Regions from separate parts of the Mus musculus genome. Here regions 2, 3, 4, 5 and 6 are each linked to region 1. A link is a contact called in public HiChIP or PLAC-seq and promoter capture Hi-C data. All regions are on one chromosome and are shown on one strand. The core of a region is the stretch at or near the end of the contact, and the rest is flanking DNA. Distances in the headings are between cores, read along the strand shown.

Region 1 (3,306 bases), core at 449-2,948:
GTGTATACTGATTGAGCACTGTGCACTAGCCTCTAATTTCTCCTCTCATTCCATCACTGGGAGACTGAAGCCGGGGAGGGGGGGGGGGATATGGCCTCAGTCAGTGAGACAAAGTAAAAGTCCCTTAGAGGCCAGTGAAATGGATCAGTGAGAAAGGGAGGGAGTGGCTGCCAACTCTGCAGATCTGAGCTTAGTCCCCAGGCTCAACAACGGTGGTGCAGAGAAATGACGTCCCACGTGCTCTTTCCTGACCTACACACACACTAGTGGTAGAGTGCCCCCCTAAATAAATAGGTGTAATATACATTTTAAATTTTCCTTCGACTCCCCTCCCAATATTGTTTTGTTTTTTAAGACAGTCACTGTGTAGCTCTGGTGGTCCACCCAGTATCCCTCTAAAGTCTTAATGCTATTCTGCTGGCGTGACTTCCCACTGGTCTCTGAATGCTACCAAGCTGAGAGGGTACAGACTATGTTCCTGGGGCTGCCCTACATGACCTTTGTGTACAGCATGTGCCTAATAATTGTTGAATGCCTGTATACACAGCTAATGAGCCATGGGCCAGGCCCAAGGTTAATAGGACATGCTTTCTACGGCACCGATGGGCCTAGACACGTCAGGGGCACAGAGAGGGAGAGGCGCCATTGTGGAAAGAGAGGAGAGGGGAGCCGTCGGGAGGGGGTCACAGAGAGAAGGTCGCTGTAGGGGACACAGAGTGGAGGGGCTCTGTAAGGGAAGGAACGCAGAGGCGCTAGAGGCACAGAGGGAAGTGGCACCGTTGGGGGACATGGCGGGGAGGGGCGCAGTCGCGAGCAGGGCGCCACCTGGTGGCAACATGCCCCATCCCGCCACTGCCCCTGTGAAGGCGGCATTGTTCACTGGAAGCAGGAAGATAAAGAACTCAGCCTGAGTCAAGGCAGCTCAGAAAAAAAAAGGAGGGGCCGGGCGGAAGTCTGGAAAGATCTGAGGTAACTCAGTAAGGGTGGGTCCTCTCCAGGCCTGGCTCACATCCGTGCATGCGCAGTTGCAAATGCCCGTGCACATTTTCACAACTGCACACGTAGTCACACCCTCAACAAAAATACATTCCCTTCTTTCTTAGCTCCTGCAGCCGTCTGAGGTTAACACTTGGCTTACAGGCCAAGGGGAGAAAGAAGATTTAGGGATGAGAAAAAAAAAAAAGTCCAGGAGGTGTCTGTCTTCAGGAAAGGATTGATCCAGGGGTCCAGGAGCAGAAAGCTGGATACTGCGCATGGCTGGCCATATCAGGGCCTCAGTGCCCTCGTCCAGAGGACTTGGGACAACAAGAACCTCAATCTGGATGACAGCAACTTTTCCTTTAGGACCCAATCAGGGCTGAGGTTCAGGGTGTGTAACCTCCTGGCATTGATTTCCCTGGGTCCGATGGGCTTCTAAAAATGTCACTCAATCAGTCCTTGGATCTGGAAGCCTCTCTAAGGTCTCTGGAAACATGGGAGGATTCAAGGACCCCAGAATGGCACTCCCCTCTCCCCTCCATCTAGGATCAGGACTCCAAGTCTTTCTGGGACTCAACTAATGCAAGCAACCTGGGCTGGGTCGCCTTAGAAGGGTGGGCGGAACTACGCCATAGGGACCTCTGATTGGCCCTCTGTCCTGTCACTCCAAGGCCCCTCCCTCCACGGGGGATGCACAAGGCCGCCCCGCCCCACCCGGTAGATCCAAGCTGGACTTGGTAGGGGAGGTTTCCTCGCTTGGACGACCTGAGGACTTTGGTGAGAGCTGGGGGGCAAGGGGCAGGATCGATCTTGAGGCGCCCTTAGAGAGGAGGGAGAAACGAGGCTTCCTGGGAGGACTCCGGTATCCCAAAAATCCCTGCACGCTAGGAAACCCTACTTCTAGAGACTAACTTTTACCCAAGGACCCAACTTCTGCAGCGCTTCCAACTCTTGGCCTGGCCACCCTAGGACCTTAGCGTCCTCGTCAGTGACGGAGTCCCTGAGCGTCCAAAAAGGTGGATTCCACTGTCCTGGGTCCCCAGAATTAGAGTTGTGTTCAAATGCGAGTCCCGTGTGTCCTGGGCTGCGGCTCCTCCCTCTTCCCCGTGATTCTGAGTCTCCTGTCCCCAAGAACAAACAACCCCGCAGGCACAGTCACAAATAGCTTCACCTGCCGTGCACTAACTAGCCCCAGGCCCTGGATCCTACATAAAGCCAGGCCTGTTCCACAGGAAGCTGTGACCCCCAGCCGAGCATGGTGCCTCCCTCTGTTGGAATCTCTCAAATTTAATGTTTTGTTTCTGTCTTGTTAATTGTTTTTGGAAATGGCCCTACGCTAAACTTAGGGTGCCTTGGAATTTGCCTCCACCAAAAATGCTGGGATGACAGCATTGTCACCAAACCAGGCCGAAAGACTCCCTTAACCACTTCTAAGCCTTGGCTACATGCTGGTTTTTTGACCCTGGGGGCTTTTCTGGCTTTCTTTGCAGAGAAAGTAATCTGGTGGGCGGAGTGTGTGGGGGAGGGTCAGTTTCAGGCAGCTGGAGCCGGGTGTAGAGAGATTAGCTGCCACAAGTGCTCAAAAAGAGCAAAAAGCCCTTGTTTTTCTCCAGCGGCCACCATTGCTTAGGAAGGGGAGCTCCAGGGGTGTCTGACTCCTCAGGCTTTGCCACCCACCTTACCGATGACAGGAAGGCATGACCAGCATCACCTGACTCCCGTGTTGGGAAATCTTTATCGCAAACCTAACTGCTGCGGTTTGCCAGACTAGTTTATTGAGCACCCACTGTGGTTTAGCTGCCGATTTGAGCATTCTGCAGACAACGCCAAGCAATCTCATAAAGCCCAGGCTGGCCTAGAATTCACACACTGGGTAGTGGAAGATGGCTTTGATTTCTAACCTTCCTCAAGTGCTGGGGTGACAGGCATGTGCCATCACACTTGGTGTTTGTTGTTCTGGGGCATCTGGAAGGCCCAGCCCCAGTTTTTAACTGGTTTTTAAACAAATGATATCACCTACCTGTCCTAAAATTCAGACGCCAGGCTTCTACCTCTGTCTGAACTCTGTCCTTAGTCCATTAAGCTTCCTGATCTTCTAACATTCTATGTAAAGACAAGCAGACTCCGGCTGCAAGTGATGATTCAGTAGTTAAGAGCACTTCCTGTTCCCTCAAAGGACCGAGGCTCAGTTCTTAGCACCAGCTTCAGGCTCCTTATGTAACCTAACTCCAGCTGCAGGGGTCTGACTCTCCTGAACTCTGTGGCCACTGCATGCACATAAGCAAAACTAAAATGTAGATCTTTATAAGATGTATTATATTTGTTTAT
Region 2 (3,407 bases), core at 109-2,608, 700 kb before region 1:
GAGTTCTTCTCTGTGTAGCTCTGGCTATCCTGGAACTCACTCTGTAGACCAGGCTGGTCTCGAATTCAGAAATCAGCCTGCCTCTGCCTCCCAAGTGCAGGAATTAAATGTGTGCACTACCATACCCTGCTTTGAGCGATTTTAAATTTTAGATTCTGTAGGAGGCACAAGGCTGCATGTCTTCCCCAAAGGGGCTATCTCTGACCCCACAACCAGGCTGTCCTGGCTTACCTGGGCTGTTGATATACATATGAATGGGCTTCTTGTTGCTTTCAGACTGTAAGAACAACAGCTGGGCAATGACCAGACTGGCCACACTGTCGTCAATCTGCAGGTGGGGAGAGCAGAGGTATCCTCAGGTTGAAGGTGGGATGGATAGAGGCTTAAGGAGTTGAGGCCCTGGGAACCAGGAATTTCCAGCACAGGAAGAGATGGCTGGGGAAGCCCCAGATAGTGGAAGACCCTAAGCTGGGGACAAGACTGGGACGGAGTGCTCTCCTAGCAGGCAAAAGGCCCTGGGTTTAAGCACTGCCTACACCTGGTCTGGTTTAGGAACCTCATCCCTCCCTCAAATGTCCTGTCAGCTACATGGGGAGTTCAAGGCCAGCCTGGGACCCTGACTCAGAAGACCAAAGGATAAACTGAAACAAAGAATGGCTGACAACAGCAGACTATGGTAAGAATGCACATTTTACATTCCAACGTTTGGGAAGCTATGGCAGGACGATGGAAAGGTAGGGGCTAGCCTGTACTACAAAGCAAAAATTTTGCTCAAGTTTTTTTTTTTTTTTTTTAAAGAATGTTTAAGGTCAGGGTCTAGGGCCTAGGGTCTAGGAGGTCACCAAGGATGAGGGGGAAGAGGGGGTTATATGACACAGAGCTTGACAAAGGATAAATGTTGGTGAGACAACAAGGTGTGCCCGGGAAGGACCGGGGTCGCTCACCGGGCCCATGACGCACACGATGCGTTCCCGCAACAGCCTCGAGTATATGTCATAAGCGCGCTCGCCTCGACCCTTCGTGGGAAAAGAAGATGTGAAAGGTCATCCTCCCTTGCACGCCGACCGACTACAAGCCTCCGCGCCATGTCCCCATCAGGTCACCGTACCGTCTGCTCCACCACTATGGGGATGAGCGGGAAAGCTCGCGTCGCAGTTCCATGCAGGCTCCTCCGCAGGGGTGAGCAGCTCACAGCAGTCCATGGCGGGGAGAAATGCACGGCAAGGCGAGACAACAGAGCGCGACATCCGTCCACAGCCACCCGGGCCTCCCCCAGCAGCACTCTGGGCCACATGACGACGCGCACTCCGGCTTGGCTTCCGGAACTACAACACCCGGCGTGCTTTGCGGGAGTCACTGGCTCATCCACTTCCGAGAACAGAATAAGCGGAACTGAAGAAGGCGGGGATAAGTCTGTGGGTGGGGTCCTCGTTAGAGGTAGGCGTTCGAATAAATAAGAAAAACCCGCGTATTAGTCCCATGGAAGTTCTCGGACGAGGTTGCGCTGTTCCCGGTGCCCACGCGGGAAGAAGCTCACGGAGGTGCTCACCAAAGGGTGAGAAGAGGCTTAGGGGACGCACCAGCCCACCACCATCGTCCCGCAGCAATCAGGTCCACGTGCTGGCCTGTAACCAATTGATCTTCCAGAACTACAATTCCCAGCTGCTTTGCGACCCCTGACTCCCGTATAGGCTCGCTAGAGAAAGGAGGAGAGTGTCTCTGGGACAGGACTTAGACCAGGAATCGCCAGGGGATTTATTGAACAATGTAGTTTAGGGCATTGTGAACACTGAGATAGGAGAGGAGGCCTGGATCTTGCCACAAGTTCTGGACGTTCGCTACACCTGTATTCGTTTTCAGAGGGCGTCCAGCTTTCTAGAAGCGTTCCTTTTTTGTCCAAGTAAAACTGGAGGGTAGGTAGACAGTGCCTACTGTCCATGTGCATGGTCCTATACCTTGAGAAATACTGTGCCCGCCATCTCGATCTGTCGCCGTAAGACCAAGATTCTGGGAGCTCCCCCCACCGCCATACCTGCCTCGTCTGTGCCTACGTTGCAGCTGGAGGCTCTTGGAAGAGGTGAAACTGAGCCATTGAACCTGCGACAGTCAGGCAATCACCTCTGCATTCATCTTCTTTGTCTTCCCTGCAACTCTTTTAAAAAAATAATATAGATATAGATATTTAGATATAGATTTATTTATTATTATTCATAAGTACACTGTAGCTGTCTTCAGATGCACCAGAAGAGGGCGTCAGATCTCATTAAGGGTGGTTGTAAGCCACCATGTGGTTGCTGGGATTTGAACTTAGGACCTTGGGAAGAGCAGTCAGTGCAACTCTTTTTAGCAGCCACACTTTTTCCCACGTGTCACTCCCCTCTGCCCTGTGCTAGGCTCCTTTACAATACATCTGTATCGGGCTGAGACATCATGCTCTGCTACCACCTCAGGCACATTCTGGAACTTTCTTAATTGTCGCCTGATGTAAGCATTACTTAAAGCGGTTGCCATGTTCCCTGAGGAAGATACACTTGCGTAACTGGAGACTTGTACCTTTAAATTGCATAAAAGCCAGACATGACCATCAAAAGCCAGAGATGTTTTTCCCTAGAGCTCTCCAAACGACACAGGCTCTTGTCATTACTCTGGGTTGCTCACCATAATTAGATGACAAGACTCAGTTGCTGAAGACACCAGTCACTTTGGTGTCTTCATGGGTCATGCAGAAACCAAACTGGAATTGACCTGGAGATTTCCTCCCAGCTGATTCAATTTCATAGTACCAGAAGGTAACATTTGGTCTGGATAAGACCACTTATGACAAAAGTCATAAGTGGTCTTATCCAGGGGTGGACCTCGAGTGCTGCAACTCCATCTGGTGGCAAGATGTGGCTGCTGGTGCACTGGTGGCATGAGAGCTATGGTGAACTCAAGGCTGCTCTGCAGGAGGGGACCACGCTCAGTGCTATAACCTGACTAGAGCCCACACTCCAAGGTTACACAACAAGGAGAGAAACTTGCCTTCCGTTGCTCTGCCAAATGGTTGTGCTGTGAAACTGCCTTCTGAATATTTGTCCCCATAGATTGCCGCTCTGGGCCCTCGTCAGAGATGCTTCACTTTGCAGCAGGAAGCGGGAAATTCAGAGGCTCTCAAGTCCGAATGCAGAGGAAGAACTGGCTACGAGTGCTTGCTCTAAGAGGGGCAAGAGCTGTGAAAGGTTGTCTAATGGATGTCTGGTGGCCATCATCCTTGTGACCTCACAGCAGCTGGACAAGATCAACCCAGCTAGATCAGCCAGTGTCCCAGCAGGCAGCAGTTCCTGGACTCCATGTGTTACAGAAAAGGGACATGAAGGTGGGAGGAGGCTGTGCCAGGAGTGTTGGGAGGAAGAGCAATAATTCTGAGT
Region 3 (3,592 bases), core at 915-3,414, 520 kb before region 1:
CAGGTCAGAGACCTCCAGCTCCAAGTAAGCATTTGGCCAGTCTCAGGTCAGCCATAGTGTCACTGTGGTGCTGAGTGTCACATGCCAGGCAGGTCCCCAGTCCTGAGCACAGCTAGCTTTGTTGCTGTTGACCATGGATCTCCCTACATAGCCCTGGCTGTCCTGGAACTCACTGTGTAGACCAGACTGGCCTCGAACTCACAGAGATCCCTCTCCCACTGCCTCTTGGATGCTGGGATTAGAGACATGTGCCACCATGCCTGGCTATGTAAAATCTTAAATGTAAGCTTTTACATGGTTAATGCAAGAAGATGTGATGGGCATGGTGCACACACCAGTCACATTTGGGAGGTGAAGGCAGGAGAGTCAGATGTTTAAGGTCATCCTTGGCCACATAGAGAGTTTGAGCCTGTGCTACGTGACACCATCTCAACACAAAAACAAACAAATCAAACATTTCCCAAATATATTTAAAAGAATCCCCATGCCTCTCTTTTTGCCTTTCCAGCGCTCAGAACATTTTATTCCATGTCCCCAGAGTGATCCCGAGCTCCTCTTTTGGAAATTGACTTAACAAAGACCCAAGAATGGAGTCACCAAAAACAGAAGAGGACAGACCTGAGCCTGTCCTGACAGCCCAGAGCTAATGCTGGTGCTGGACTCCCGTTATGGCTGCTCTGGTCCTGCCCCATCAGGCTCTCCAGCCTCTCTGCCCTCTCTCCTGTCATTACACAGTCCCTGCAAGCTGTGATGTAGACCCCCGTCTGTGGCTGAGCACGTGGTGTCTTTTTCTCTCTTTTTGGTCAATTGTATGCTTCTGTGTTGACACCGACCCGACCGTCCACTGCACAAAGATACTTCTCTGATAAGGCTTGGGTGCTGCACTCAACCCTGGCCTCACATCCAGAAAGAGGAGAGACACTTCATTAGAGACATGTTGATACTATGTCCATTTAGCAAGGTGATAGAAGTGGACCCACCTGTGGGGCCTGTGGGTGCCCAGCCATGGGTCCTTGGCCAGGTTTACCAAGTGTGAGTTTCCGTAGGCCCTCATGCCTTTTCCTCTGTTCCATCTTGCTGCCCAAGCCCTAGACAGCTAAGACCCCTGCACTGTTCCTCCTTTGAACAGGAGGTTCCATGGCCTCACCACAGCACCTCCAAAGCCAATGTAGAACACCAGATGTATCCCCAGAGCAGCAGTGGCAATACAGCCACCCCAGCAGTCAGTGACTGCCCCAGTGTCACTGAGCAGCAGCATCCCAGCACTCGGGTGGCAGAGGCAGGGGGATTTCTGAGTTTGAGGCCAGCCTGGTCTACAAAGTGAGCTCCAGGACAGCCAGGGCTACACAGAGAAACCCTGTCTCAGAAAACAAAAAACAAACAAACAACAAACCACCACCACCAAATTCTGACTTCACCGGGGCCCTGTCCTGTCTGCACTGGAAGCCACAGGGCCACTTAATTGACCCATGTTTATTGATGCAGTGCTGGAATGATCCAGCACTGGCCCGGGAGGCTGGACACTGGTTCTGTGCTTTGATTGAATCTGTCTCAAGGGCTACAGAAGTAACTTGTGGGTAAAGGTGCTTGCTGCCAAGCCTAAAAAAATGCAAGTTGGATGCCCAGGACCCACCTAGTGGGAAGAGAAAGCAGACTTCTGTGCATAGCGGGTGCATGCTCACACATACACTACTGAGTAATGTAATTATCAGGGAAAGGAGATGGCTTCAGAGCCTAGGCCCTGCCTGGATGACAAGCTCACTGGCCTTTACAAAGGATGTTGGCCAGGGCTGTTCCTCACATGGGCCTTAAAGGCCGCACCCTCGAGCCCAGCAGGGCCTCTGAAGTCACCCAATTCTTCTTAGCCATTGCTTCTCTCTGGGAGGGCAGAAGACAGAGTAGCAGTCCCTACTCTCCGTGGAGTCCTCTGGGACAGGGCCACCCTGAGCCACTGGTGTGTGCGGCTCCGCTCATGCTTGCTACCTTCTGTGGAGTCCAGGATGTTAGGCAACTGCTCTGATCTTGCACTTTTCTCAAATAGCTTAACCCCTGCTTCTTTGCCTAGAGAAGACTTGTGTGTGACTTGCTGCCTAAGGGTAAACTGAGCCCATCCTTCTTCCTGGTCCAGGACTGGGAAGGGTGGCAGCCGGCCTCAGGATCACTGGGAGCTGAGCGAAGCATTGGTTTGGGCTTCTAGCCTCAGAACAGATCTGGTGAGCTGCCGGTCCATCCTGGTTACTATAGAGAAGAAATTATTTGTCTTGCTGTTCAGGCCTCTGAAAATAATAGATTACATATTTGGAAGGGCTTTCTTTTTTATTTATTTATTTATTTTTATTTTAGATCTGCTTAACGTGAGATAGAGAAGTTGCCCCGGGGATGACATTGTTTGGTTTGGGAAGTATTCTCTGGGTTGCTGGGCAACGGGCGCTTGGAAACGGGAGTGGACTGCGTCGCCCCTGGCAACCGTTGTTACTCAGCAAACAATGAGGGCTGGGCACGCGGCGCCAGAGGCCGGCGCCCGGTTCCCATCCAGCATCTGCATGTGTTTTCTGATTAGATGATGTGGAGGTTCGCGGGAGGGGGTGGGGAGCTGGCAGGTAGCAGGCACCGAGAGTCCCACGGACTCTGATTTTAGTTTTCAGTGGAATTTTAAAGAAACTCTTTTTTTTTCCCCCCGAGACAGGGTTTCTCTGTATAGCCCAGGCTGTCCTGGAACTCACTCTGTAGACCAGGCTGGCCTTGAACTCAGAAATCCACCTGCCTCTGCCTCCTGAGTGCAGGGATTAAAGGCGTTTAAAGAAACTCTTAATTCCTGTGTTTCTAGGGTCTCTATCTGGGCCACTCTGATGGCTGACAAAGCAGAGCAGAGCCCCCAAAACACTCCCACTCGGGACGGGCTGGTGTTGGAACCTGAACCCAGAACACTCTGATCCCCTGTGCTGGGATCCCCCCTGACACTGGGATCCCAGAGTGATCTGATAGGGTACACCAAAGATGCTGGGGCAGGCTCACGACAGGTGCCTCTTGCAGGCCGCTTTCCAGCCCTGGCTGGATCAGGATCAGACCCACCGCCCTCCTACTCCTCCCTGTGGCTAGGGACAGGGACTATTTCCCAGGGCCCCGTTGCTGAGGTAAACACTGGCCTGAGTTCTGTTCAGACACCCTGCCCCCACAAGAAGCTATAAATCCAGACTTGGGAGCAGGGCTGCTCTGAGGGGATTTGGCTGCCACCTTTACTTGGGTCTCGGGTGCTCCCACGATGCACCCTGGAGCCTGTCACTAACTTCCTCTGTACATCACTCACCCCCTACTTTTCAGAAGACTATCATTTGATGCTGAGTGGCTACTGTCTCAGCGGTTTGTTTGTTTGTTTTTGAGCAGGGTCTCTCTGTGTAGCCCTGGCTGTTCTGGAACACAATCTATAGAGCAGGCTGGCCTCGAACTCAGAAATCCACCTGTCTCTGCCTCCCAAGTGCTGAAATTAAAGGCGTGCGCCACCACTGCCTGGGGGCCCAGTGTCCCAGCTATAGTGACTCAGCTTGTGTCTGGGACATTTAAAAGAATTTCAACAGGTTTCTGAACTTTCAGG
Region 4 (3,625 bases), core at 793-3,292, 640 kb before region 1:
TACCATCTCACTTCCTGTCTTTGAATCTGACTGCTCTGGGGACCTCCCGGGAGTGGGATCCTGCAGTGTGTATCCTGTGTTTCATGTCACTGAGCAGATGCCAGAACGTCCTTCGTTTGTCTGCGGATAGTCTAGTATATTCTTTTACACTACACTTTTAAATACATCAACACTTGGGCCATTTCCCCATTCAATCTTGAAGTTGTTTTTGTCTTTGTTTTTTAATTTTTGTTTAGGGTGTGGGAGTGCCAGTCATAGCACATAAAGAGTCCATTCTCTCCACTTTAATTTGGGTTCTGGAGGACAAGATCCAGGTCCTTGGCTTATCTCTACAAGACATTATGCAGAAACCGTTCCCTGCCAGCTCTCTTCAGAACCAGACCGTCGGGGGCCTCTCCTCAGTTACATCCGTTTACCTGATCTAGTCTTTCTGAACGATGAGTGAGCCTCAGTCATCGTTAGGGCTAGTTAAACCACTGGTGGCATAGCACCTTTACTCCATGAACAAGGGAGGGCTTTCTCACCACTATCTTGAGGTCACAGTCTTACTGCCTCCACCTCCAAGTGTAGGGGCTTGGTCTGGTACTGCTTGTATTTAGGTGCTAAATTCTGTATCCCAAGGTCTAGTTGCCCCCAAGGAGGAGATCCTCACATACCCCAAGTGATGCTACGTATGTAACCTAGCCTCCCAAGTCAATTAGTCAATAAAAGGCTAAAGCCTGTGACTGGGCAATAGATAGAGGTAGGCAGGTTTTCAGTTACCTGGCTGGAGGTTGCAGGTAGAGAAAGGAGACTAAGAAAGACAGGGAAACTGGAGGAGGCCGCCACGAGAGGAGATGGACCATAAGCATGTGGCCAGGAAAAACAGCACGTCACAAGGGACACATGGGCAGGGATGTAAGTTAGAATAGCTCCAAACTAGTTCCAAACTAGAATAGCTGCACAACCTAGACTTACGGTTTGTAAATAAAATACCTGGATTGTGTGTGTGTCTTTTATTCAGGTTAGCAAAAATTTGTATTGCCTTTTATATCCAAGTTCTAGGATGATAGACATGTATCTCTGCACTTGGCTTATAGAGTCTTGAGGCTAGAACCCAGGGCTTCATCGTTCTAGCAGAGTGCTCTACCAATTATGCCCCAGCCTTGGCCTTCAAGTAAAAAAGTGAAAACAGAGCTGTGGGTGTAGTTCAATGGCGGGAGCCCTGAGTTCAATCCCCAGTTGTCAGTATCCACAGTCTACGGTTGACTACTGACTACCGTTCCTTTCCCTGCGTTGAATGAATGAGACCGCTGATCATTTAGAATGGCTCCGTTTCAGATGTGCACTGTAACAACCACAGAAAGAAGAACCACCTCCGACAAGTTTTTTTGTTTGTTTTTGTTTTTTAAAAGCTTACATTTTAAATGGTGCGTGTCTGTGTGCGAGCGCTAGCACCTGTGTGCAGTGCTTGAGAAGGCCAGAAGAGGTCACTGAAGTCACAGGCTGGTTTTTTACAGATGCACAACCCTAGCCTTTGCAAGGAGAAGTGGGCTGAACCCGCTGGCTTTACAGGATCCAGACCGGTAAACTAACCACCGGCGCTGTCACGCAGGAGCACCGAACATCGCCAGCGCTCCCTCCCTCCGCAGGGCTCGAACTTAAACTCTTAGGGCCTTTTTAGGGACGTCCCCTCTAGAGCCGCTCCCGGGGCGCAGTGCGCAGGCACCGCGCCACGGCCTGGCCCAACCCCTCCACGTGCGGCGCACACCTCGCGCCGCTCAGCAGAGCTCGCCTCGCGCCTCCTTCACTCCCTCCGCCCGCCCCCCTGCGGCGCCGGCTTTCTATTGGCTGACGGCTTCGTCGTTCTGACTGTCGCCCGGCGGGCCCCCACCAGCCCGGAAGTCCCGCCCCACGCGCGGGTCTCTGGCCTTCTGACAGGCTCGGAGGCTTGTCCATCGGCGAGGCCGGGCCCGAGTCGGCGGCTGGGGGCCCGCGGTCGCTGAGCCGCCCGGGCTGGCGGCGGTTTCCGGTTCAGCGCGGCTGGCGGGCGGGCGGGCGGCCCGGAACGGCGGCGGCGGCGGTGCGGCCCCCGACAGACAATGAGAGCGGCGGGGCGTTGCTGAGCGGCGGCAGCGAGAGCGACGCGGGCCCGGGGGCGGGGCGGGCGCCAGTCATGGACAATCAGGTAAGAAGCCTCCGCCCGGGACTGGCCTCCCGCTGCCCTGCGCGGCGTTGTGGCCGGCCCTGCGCGCACACCGCCCCGTGGGCACCGAGTTTGCGCGCGCCCACCCGGATGGGCCCTTCTCCAGCCACTGCGACCCCGGGGCGTCCTTCCCCCATCGCCATCTCGGGATGCCCCTCCTCCACTGTGACCCACGTACCCCTCCCCCATCGCGACCCCAGGTCTGGTGCAGAACCCTTTGGGATCTAACTCAGCACCCCAGTGCCACCCACTCCACACTGGGGAATTCTCTGCCAGCGTAGTGTATCCACACCGCCGCGGCATCTTGAGGGACTCAGCCTGGCTCAGAGCCCCGTGAGACACCCCTTAGAATCCCGGAGTACCCCCTGGGCATCATACAGGAGCTCAGGGCTTCAACACCTTAGGAACTCCATCTCATTCCAGAGTCCCCGGAGGCGCCCCTTAGGAATCCAGTTTACACACAGACTCCTGAAGTGTTTATCAGGATCCCAGGGATTTAGCGCCCTGGGCATCATCACAGCCTGGAACCCTTTGGGATTCCCCTTAGAGCCTTGGTACTACCTTAGCACCCTGGGGATCTCCCGCCTGGTCCACAGCTCTCCAGGAAGACTTTTGGAATCCTATAGCCACTCACAGCACCATGGGGATCCCGTCCTGGCCCCACATCCCCTGGGAAATCATTTAGAATCCCAGTAGAGAATGGAACCCATTGGGATTACAAAGCCACCCAGTCTAGCCGGGAACTCACGTCCCTTATGAATCCAAATCTAGCCAGACTCCCTTCAGAACTCCAGTACACCCCACAGCTCCTGGCATCCTTGTATGGCCCAGAATCTTTGGAAACATGTCTCAGAACTTAAGTGGGTCTTCCAGCCCCTGTGGTCCCTAGCATGAATCAGACTCTGTGGAGAGTCTACACAGAGTCCCCACAGACAGGGCTAGTAACTTTAGGATGCCCCCCCTACATATCCTCTTAGATGCTACACCACCCCAAATAGGGCCTGAGCCTCAATCTTTTTTTGGAAGATTCCTTCTTCCTGGGCCCATGACCCCAAATCTCCCCAAACTCCAGGGAATACCCCCCCCCCAACCAGGTGCTAGCTTCAGGTCTGTTTTGAATGCTCTCTGCCCAGCCACACCCTCTCTCCATCTAAGACACTCACTTCAGTTCACTTTTCCCAGCCTCTTGGGTAGCCTGCCTCCTCTACCTCTTCCCCTCATGTCACCCAGCTCTGTACCATGTGAGCTCCTCCCCATCTTCTTTAGATTCCCCTCACCCAGGGTCACATCCTCCCCCTTCCCTTCCAAAGACGGAACTTCCAGGGGTACCAGTCCTGGGAAGGTGTGGGGCTGTGGGGGTGGCAGCTGATGGCTTCCTCTGCTGTTGGTAAGGGCAGGTTGGGTCATCCCTAGCTGCTGGCACCATGGAGGCGGCTTTGT
Region 5 (3,512 bases), core at 739-3,238, 580 kb before region 1:
GCGCTCATGATCAAGTCGGGAACTGTGACCGGAGGCTCGTTATCTAGTGGGTCCTTGCCCATGCGCAGCTGCACCTGGCCTTCTCGCTTAGATGTCCAGTAGCTGGAACCTGTGGCGGGGTCAGAGGTCACTCCATTTGTTGGGACGAGAGATGAGGTCCTCGGGAGGACAGAGAACCACTCTCCCCAGAACAGGGCAGAAGGTCAGAAGTCACTTCCCCCACGAAGATCGGAGGAAGAACAGGGAGTCATTGTCACTGTCCCCTGTTGTGGATAGCCCTGGGGCTAATTATATTTGATGTCAATTCCGTTCTCCTGTGAGAGGCCGTGAACAAGGAATGAGTCAGCACTCAGGTGATTTCCAGTAAACTTGCTTCCCGCCTTAATTTGTAAAATAAAGGAGAGCTGATGATTGGGCAGATAAAAGGGAAGGTGGAATTGAAGGTGGGAGAGAGAGAAGGAGAAAATGGAAGAGGGAGAGGATGCAGAGGAGGAGGAAGAAGAAGAAAAGCAGAGCAGAAGCACATGGCCTGGAGATACCTCGAGTTCTAAGGGGTCTCATAGATGTGGAAGACGGTAGTGTAGCGGTAGATCTGCCCAATCTAGGCATACAGCATGTCTTCATATTAATGGTGTTGTGTTTTCATTGCTGGGGCATATTTGGGTTGGAGAGATTTACAGCAACAGTCCCCCACCCTCCACCCTCCACCACCTCAGGTGGATGGAGGTCAAAGGTCACTCCAAAAGACTGGGACAAAGGACAGGAGTGCTGTTCACTGCTCCCTGACCCACAGAAAGGAGAACATGGAGTCAGGGTTACTGTTCCCAAATGGACAAGGCCTTGATGGTTGGTCACATGATCGCCCTGGCAAAGGTCACATGGCCATAGGTATCACCCTTACTCCTTCCCCCGGTTACTTAAGCCCTCTCCACAGGACTTCAACGGCCACTGACCACCTACCCCAGTAGACCAGTGCTGCTCTACTACTGATCCCAGAAGTGTGCCTGGGCTGACAAGAGGACCCTGCTGCCACCCCCACCCTCTCCCTGCACGGGGTGGGGGGCAGGGCTCCCACCTGGGGTCAGTATCTCAAAGTTATCTGCTTGTGCCTTCTTCGATATTGCACTGTGAATTTTGTTCTTCAAGATGGTTTTGGTTTTCAGGATCCTCCTGGAGGTCTGAAGGTTATCTGATTCCTTAGGGTCAGTCATTCCCACGACACAGACCCAGCACAAAGATGTTCACGCACACAGTTACAGAGGGCAGAGGACCAGGTGTCCACAGTGGGGTGTCTGCTTCCTCAAAGGGCGGGGTGGATGGTGGTGGAATTGGCCAGAGAAAGACAGGAACCTCACAGACCAGGATAAGGGAGCAGGAGTGGATGCTGGCAAAAGAAATAAAACAAGCTGGGTGTTAGTGGGGGACATTCCTTGTGTGTGGCGTGTATGCAGACCTGTGGAAGCTAGACAGAGGTCGTCAGCAAATCTCTTCTTCCTCAGCTATGTTCCTTCCATTGAGGCCTGTCTGGCAGTGACCATCCACACCTCTCCCTTCCCGAGCCCATAGCTTGCCTATTGACTAAGCTGACTGCCAGTGAGCAGTAGGGGTCTCCTGTTATAGGTGTATGCTGCTGCACCCAGCTTTTTTTGTGGGAGAGAGGACTGAACTCATGTTCTCCAGTGGTTGAGTGCTGTGTGAACTCAAGGGTAGCCTGGGCTACATGGGACTCTGGAGAGGGGAGTAGAAAAGAAGGGAGAGGAAAGGAGGAGAAAAGAATAGAGTTTCCAGGACCTTCTGTGCCTAGTGGCACCGGCGTTTCCTGAGAGGCTGGGGCAGATGTTGTTGTCCTCAGCCCTCTCTCCCCACCACAGGCTGCCACTTTATCAACTGGTACGACAGTGGTGACTCTTGTCCAGCTCTGTCACCACCTCCCACTGTAGCCACAGAAGGACACGCAGCCCCCCAGACTGGACATCCTCCAGAACATTCCCTTCTACATTTCAAGGCAGTTGTTGTGACATCACTGTGTTCCGTAAGCCAGGGCCACGATGGCAACATGACCCAAGGTCCCCTTCTGGTCATACACCAGAAACCATTGAAATAAGAGACTCAGGTCTGTCACACAGCCATATCCACACAGTAGCCACGCTTCTTAGCTCATGGTCACTGACAGAGGAGGGAGCAAGGGTGTGGACACTCCAGGCTGAGAGGACATCCTGAAAAGATGCCCATGCCAACGTGGAGGAACGATGATGACCCTGTCCAGTGAAATACGCCAGACGAGGGCACATACCCCAGGGTCGCACTTGCAGGCCCCAGAGCAAGTCACAGAGACAGGAAGTGGGTGGTGCAGACCTGGGAAAGGAGGGGAGTGAGCACTGAATTGGGGCAGAGCTTCAGACTGGGGAGACCGAAGGCTCTAGAACTGGATGGTGATGACGGTTTCACAGTGTAAATGCATGTGCATATGGCCTGGGCTACATTTTAACTCCCTGTGTAGCCAAGGATGACCTTGGTCCTCCTGCCTCCACCATCCCCAGTGTTGGTTTGACAGGCATGTGCCATGCCATTCATGTGATGCTTGGAATCCCAGACCTTGCACATGCTATTTGAGCACTACCCACTGGGCTACAGTGCCAGACCCTTTATGGTAGTTTTTTTGTTTTTTTGTTTTTTTTTGGTTTTGAGACTCCCCATAGGTTCTTGAATGGCCCTGTCTGGTTTCATTTCTATTTCTATCGAATGTAATGCACAGTGCTCAACACTGGAGCTGGAAAAACTGTTCAAGCACATACAGATATCTGAATGAATGAATGAATGAATGAATGAATGAATAGATGAGTAAGTACACTGGTGAGTGGCTGAAGATTATATGCATGAATGAAGGAAGGAATGAATGAATGAGGGAATGATGGGTGAAGGAAGCTTACAATCCCCTTCCCCAGGGAGTACTTTTCTCCTGAGGCTGGGTGCAGGGGAGGACGGCCAGTGATGTCATAAGGGGTGTCCTGAGCAGAAGGTTCCAGAAGCCTGAATTATGGAGTTGTGTTGGGTGGGAACCCATCTACCACCATCACCCTGGCTAGACTGAGGGGTGACCAGAGCAAGAAGGGGACAACACACACACACACATACACACACACACACACACACACACACACACACACACACACACGCTTCTGGGACCACCCACCACTGACCAACTCTGTGGAAGGAGAACTACCTTGCTGACCAGATGTCTCCATCTGTGACACCTGGCCACCTTGTGAAAGTTGGTAAGGTTCCTGAGAGGATCTCTGCGTGGGGCACGTGACCGTGACAGAACGGAGCCCACATTTAGGGAAGGCCAGAGTTTAGTTTTTCCCTAAGAAGGCAAGACTGCCTTAAGCTCCCTATACTCCTGCACTAAAGGTGAGGACTTAGGCTCTAGAACCTGTAGCTGAACACCATAAAAGCTGAACGTGGACGAGCCCACCTGCAGCACCAGCACCTGCCGTACTCAGTGTCAAACA
Region 6 (3,791 bases), core at 42-2,541, 770 kb before region 1:
TGAGGCAGCAAGTACAGCCAGGCCACCCACTCCACCCTCGGGTGTGATGCTGGTTTCTCTGGCCACCCTCAGCCCAGCAGGTAATAATCTGACCACCCAGAGTCACCATTGTTAGCCTATTAGAATAGATGGCTTCCAGAACCGTGTCCCCCTCCACCATCACTCCGGCCCAGAACCCTTAAGGACCTGGGCGGGGCTCAACCTTTCCCAGGAGTATGTGACTCACAAGGTCCCCCCACCCCCCAGGCTCCCGAAACTGGAACTAGAGACTGAGGGAAGGTCTGGCTGGGTCCACACCTACGGAGGGCCAGCCCTGTCAGCTGGGCTCCCTCCAGGTCCCCCTGACTGCTTAAGACTCTCAACTATGCAGACTCAGGTGCCCAGGCTCTCCCTCCCCTCCTCCACCTCTGGGCTCTGCCCAACAACCCCCAGCTCCTAAATTCCACAAGACTTAAGGACTCAGGAATTCTAGGCTGCGGGTACGGAGCGTTCAGAAAAACGCTGGTTCGAGCCTCAGCAACGTTAAAAGAAAAAAAAAAAAAAACTGGAGAAAAAAAAACTGGAAAAAAAAAAAGTTCGCAGGTCAGCTAAACTAATTTGAAATTCAGCCCTGAAGCTTTCAAACTTGGTCTCCAAACGCATTCCAAGCTCATTCCTCAGACCTGTCGCCCTCTCTGGGTCGCAAATGCCCGGCACTTCTGAGTTCAACCCGGGAACCCTCCTCCCACCCGAGCGCTGCCCCGGACAGTACCTACCTGTTAGGCTCCAGCCGGAGGGCAGCATCGGCAAACCAAACGCCAAGAGCACCCCCAGGCCTGGGGTCGCCATGAGTTTAGGCGACGAGTTGGTGACGCCAAGGACAGGACTTCCCCAAGGCGCCAATTCCTACCGCATCTTGGGTCGAGGAGGGCACCTGCGACCCAGGACCTGGGGACCAGACCGGGGTGGGGGGGAGAGGGCGCAGCATAGGGTGAGGGGCTGGACTCAGGCTCGGGGCCCAGCGACAGGCAACCCAATCTTGGAGTGCGCTCCCCGCCCTCGGCGCCAAGGGTCAGAGATTAAAGATTAACTCCCCGACCGCATTCTTGGGCCAGGAAAAGGGAAGGAGGAGGTGGGGACAGGACAGGCTGCGCGCCCTGCCTCCCTACCTGACTCCAGCGTCTGAGAGGGACTTCGCTCAGGTTCCCAATCCCGGGTTCCCAGCTGGAACCCCGAGTCTCCGTCCTTCACCCGGTCGCTCCAGATCCCACCCGCCCCGCCCGCTCACGTGACCCGGAAAGTTTAGTCACCCACCTGGGCAAAGAGCGCACTTCCGGCTTGTGCACCTGAGCCTGGCTGAGAGGGGCGGGGCGAAGAGGGCGGGGCCGCGCCGCCAGAGCACCTGTAACGGGAACCCCATTGCGACCCGGAGCACCGCAGAGGGCGGAAATGAGCAGGTGTAAGCACAGGGGTGCATACCCCGGCGGGGGGCGTGGCGACACTCCAGAAAGATACACACTTATAAGAGGCGGGCTCCGATGGGAAACACTGAAGAACTCACACCCTGAAGTCAGACCTGGGAATGCTAACCTGTATTCTAAATGTATTCTGGAGGCTGAGGCAGGAGGACCCCAAGTTCAAAGCCAGCCTGAATAAACCCTATTTCAAAAGTAAAAGGGGCTGGGAGCGTGGCTCGGGGCCAGAACCCCTGCCTTAAATGGCCTAGTGAAGGTCGCCTTCCAAGAATGTCTTAGTGATTGGATCGCCCCTTACTCAGCCATGAATTCCTCCTTAGCATGCCTGAGACCCCTGGGTTCCATTTTCATCCCATAACCAAAAAAATCAACCAACCTGTACAGGACTAGTTTTGTAGAAAGATACATGTAGGCTTGTAGTCAGAGTGTAATCAGAACACCTGCTTAGATTAAACCCGTGCGGTATTAAAAAAAAAAAAAAAAAAAAAAAAAACCGGACAAAGATCTGTGCAGAATCTCGCCCAGCTTAACGGAAGGCCTTATGTCCACACTGAAGAACATCCGTATGAGGTCCACCTGCCAGGGAAGTGTCTGTGAGGAAGCATGGATTTGGGGCGTCTGCGCAGAAGTAGTGATGTCCCACGGCACCCACACAGAAACTCTTATGCATGGAAACATCTGGTAGCTGGTAGAGGGAGTGGGTGGGACTTTCACCTGTTCACCACAGATGTATGGGCACAGCTTGGGTGGGGACCGCATGACCTCTGGATGTATCTTTGGGTAAAAGGTGGTCATGCACCGGATATGATGGCACGTGATTGCCGTCCCAGCAACTGGGATTCCGAAGCAGGCGAACTGCTGCACATTCAAGGCCAGCGAGGCTACAGAGACCTTGGCTCAAAAGGACAATAACAACAATAGCCATAGAGCTGCAGCTGGAGTTCTGTGGCTAGTTTATCTAGCACATACAAGGCTATATACAACACCCATTGTAGTGTAGCATACGCCTTAGATCCCAGGTGGAGCTCTGTGAGGTCCAGATCAGCCCGGTCTACATAGTAAATTCCGTGGCTACATAGAGAGACTGTGTCTTTGAACAAGAAAAATAAATAAATAAATAAATAAATAAATGAGGCGTCGTCCCTTCCTGGGAGTGGTGGTTTAAACTCTGTTTAAATCTCTGCTCTGGCCCTAAATGGGAATCCAGACTAAGATTTGAAGCTTTTGATTTCTCCACTGTAGCGTGGGAAAAGCTAGTGTCACCTACCTACCTCACAGGGTTTGGGGTAGGTTCGTTACTGAGCAGCGAGTGAAGGGCTCTGGCATGCGCAACGCACTCAATGTGAGCTCTTATTTATTATTCGCGGTCAGACGGACGCCCTTCCCCCTGACGGTGAGACGAAAAACTGCACCCGAAACTTGTGGGCGGGACTTCAGCAGGTGCAACCACAGCCGCCGGCTGAGGCCCCGCCTCCAGAGCCCCTCCTCCTGATCGTTATCTTTAGTGGCGCGGGAGATACTGGTCCGCGACTCCCTTTCCAGGCAGGTCTGCAAAGAGCAGCCTTCAGAGAGTCTGAATTGGGGCGCGGCCCCTTTAAGAATGCCTAGCGGGCTGCGAGCTGCGGGACAGGAGGCCGCGGCGGGTCAACCGGGAAGCCCCGCCTAGGTAGAGCGGACCGCCGCAGCTAGGGCGCATTGACCAATAAGGATTTAACTTTGCAGCCGCGCCGCTCGTTGACCTTGCGTTTCTCTCTCCGAGTGTCACCAAGAAAAGGAGGCGCGCGGGCGGAATGAAGTGTTGGGGAGGGAGCCCACACCTCTTTGTTGATCTGCTGTTTCTATCATCGACTGGGGAATCTAACTAGAGCAGGCGGGCGAAAGAAGCTTTTAAACTGGTTCAGAATTCTTTGCGTAGACCTGGGAGAAGCAAAAACTTGAATTTCTGATAAGTGATCCGTTAGAGAGGAAGGTGTAAATGAACAAGATTACGAATCCAATTCCTGACAATTCCCTACCAAAACCATTTAAGGAAAAAAGGGTAAACTGAGGCAAGCAGAGTACTAAGACGGTTGCCTCTCCTACCGTCCCAGGAATGCGCTGTCAGATGTGCAAAACCAGAGCCTCCTAGAATGCTTCCCCACGCCCCCTGCTCCGCCCCCAGCCCCCTCCCCCAAGTAATGCGGGTCGGAGGAGGAGACCAAGTTCTGGCGCGGGCGGGGACGACTAGCATTTATCACTTCCAGCAAGTGCCGGAGCTCGGCCCCGCACTGAAGAGGCTGCGGTGCGGGTGGGCGCGGGAGCTGGCTTTGTGGGGACCCCGGGGGGGAGGGGGAGCCA

What was found. Promoter capture Hi-C pulls out the DNA fragments that hold promoters and counts their contacts. HiChIP or PLAC-seq counts read pairs in DNA pulled down with a chosen protein or histone mark.
Region 2: a promoter capture Hi-C map of embryonic stem cells shows a contact between it and region 1, with 4 times the contacts expected there. The contact joins the promoter of Clpp here to the promoter of Plin3 in region 1. A contact is called at or near these places in 3 of 39 promoter capture datasets (embryonic stem cells, hippocampal neurons and liver), 3 of 115 datasets of contacts at active chromatin or transcription factors (astrocytes, embryonic midbrain and pancreatic cancer cells) and 3 of 9 other capture datasets (adipose tissue, liver and pancreatic islet).
Region 3: a contact with region 1 is called in a promoter capture Hi-C map of neural stem cells. The contact joins the enhancer-like site here to the promoter of Plin3 in region 1. A contact is called at or near these places in 2 of 39 promoter capture datasets (erythroid cells and neural stem cells), 1 of 484 Hi-C or Micro-C datasets (nephron progenitors) and 2 of 115 datasets of contacts at active chromatin or transcription factors (pancreatic cancer cells and stem cell-derived neural progenitor cells).
Region 4: a contact with region 1 is called in an HNF4G HiChIP or PLAC-seq map of pancreatic cancer cells. The contact joins the promoter of Mllt1 here to the promoter of Plin3 in region 1. A contact is called at or near these places in 3 of 39 promoter capture datasets (cranial neural crest, liver and pre-B cells), 1 of 115 datasets of contacts at active chromatin or transcription factors (pancreatic cancer cells) and 1 of 9 other capture datasets (adipose tissue).
Region 5: a promoter capture Hi-C map of embryonic stem cells shows a contact between it and region 1, with 3 times the contacts expected there. The contact joins the promoter of Acsbg3 here to the promoter of Plin3 in region 1. A contact is called at or near these places in 1 of 39 promoter capture datasets (embryonic stem cells), 1 of 484 Hi-C or Micro-C datasets (embryonic stem cells) and 1 of 115 datasets of contacts at active chromatin or transcription factors (bone marrow-derived macrophages).
Region 6: a promoter capture Hi-C map of liver shows a contact between it and region 1, with 2.3 times the contacts expected there. The contact joins the promoter of Crb3 here to the promoter of Plin3 in region 1. A contact is called at or near these places in 3 of 39 promoter capture datasets (liver and pre-B cells).

Annotation. Positions count from the first base shown.
Region 1 is chr17:56,288,903-56,292,208 of GRCm38.p6, reverse strand. It overlaps Plin3 (perilipin 3), which reads left to right and starts at 1,698. Exons shown (of 8, transcript NM_025836.3): 1 at 1,698-1,755.
Region 2 is chr17:56,988,215-56,991,621 of GRCm38.p6, reverse strand. It overlaps Clpp (caseinolytic mitochondrial matrix peptidase proteolytic subunit), which reads right to left and starts at 1,358. Exons shown (of 6, transcript NM_017393.2): 1 at 1,109-1,358; 2 at 945-1,016; 3 at 232-328. The coding sequence starts at 1,294. It overlaps Gm33509 (a long non-coding RNA gene), which reads left to right and starts at 1,699. Exons shown (of 2, transcript XR_385672.4): 1 at 1,699-1,913; 2 at 3,084-3,407.
Region 3 is chr17:56,813,378-56,816,969 of GRCm38.p6, reverse strand. The region is part of intron 1 of Rfx2 (regulatory factor X, 2 (influences HLA class II expression)); the gene reads left to right. Among named protein-coding and RNA genes, the nearest start is that of Rfx2, 16 kb to the left of the region's middle. Within about 2 kb of position 2,164, at least 156 of the 459 cell types and tissues checked have an H3K27ac peak or open chromatin away from gene starts, as enhancers often do. A contact at or near this core is called in neural stem cells, pancreatic cancer cells and stem cell-derived neural progenitor cells, where this site is marked.
Region 4 is chr17:56,933,805-56,937,429 of GRCm38.p6, reverse strand. It overlaps Mllt1 (myeloid/lymphoid or mixed-lineage leukemia; translocated to, 1), which reads left to right and starts at 2,042. Exons shown (of 12, transcript NM_022328.2): 1 at 2,042-2,167. The coding sequence starts at 2,156.
Region 5 is chr17:56,873,960-56,877,471 of GRCm38.p6, reverse strand. It overlaps Acsbg3 (acyl-CoA synthetase bubblegum family member 3), which reads right to left and starts at 1,988. Exons shown (of 14, transcript NM_030141.2): 1 at 1,792-1,988; 2 at 1,076-1,384; 3 at 1-109. The coding sequence starts at 1,211. It overlaps Acsbg2 (acyl-CoA synthetase bubblegum family member 2), which reads left to right and starts at 3,025. Exons shown (of 15, transcript NM_001039114.1): 1 at 3,025-3,275.
Region 6 is chr17:57,059,731-57,063,521 of GRCm38.p6, reverse strand. It overlaps Crb3 (crumbs family member 3), which reads right to left and starts at 1,291. Exons shown (of 4, transcript NM_177638.5): 1 at 1,149-1,291; 2 at 756-927. The coding sequence starts at 828. Slc25a23 (solute carrier family 25 (mitochondrial carrier; phosphate carrier), member 23) reads left to right here and starts at 3,659. Exons shown (of 10, transcript NM_025877.4): 1 at 3,659-3,791.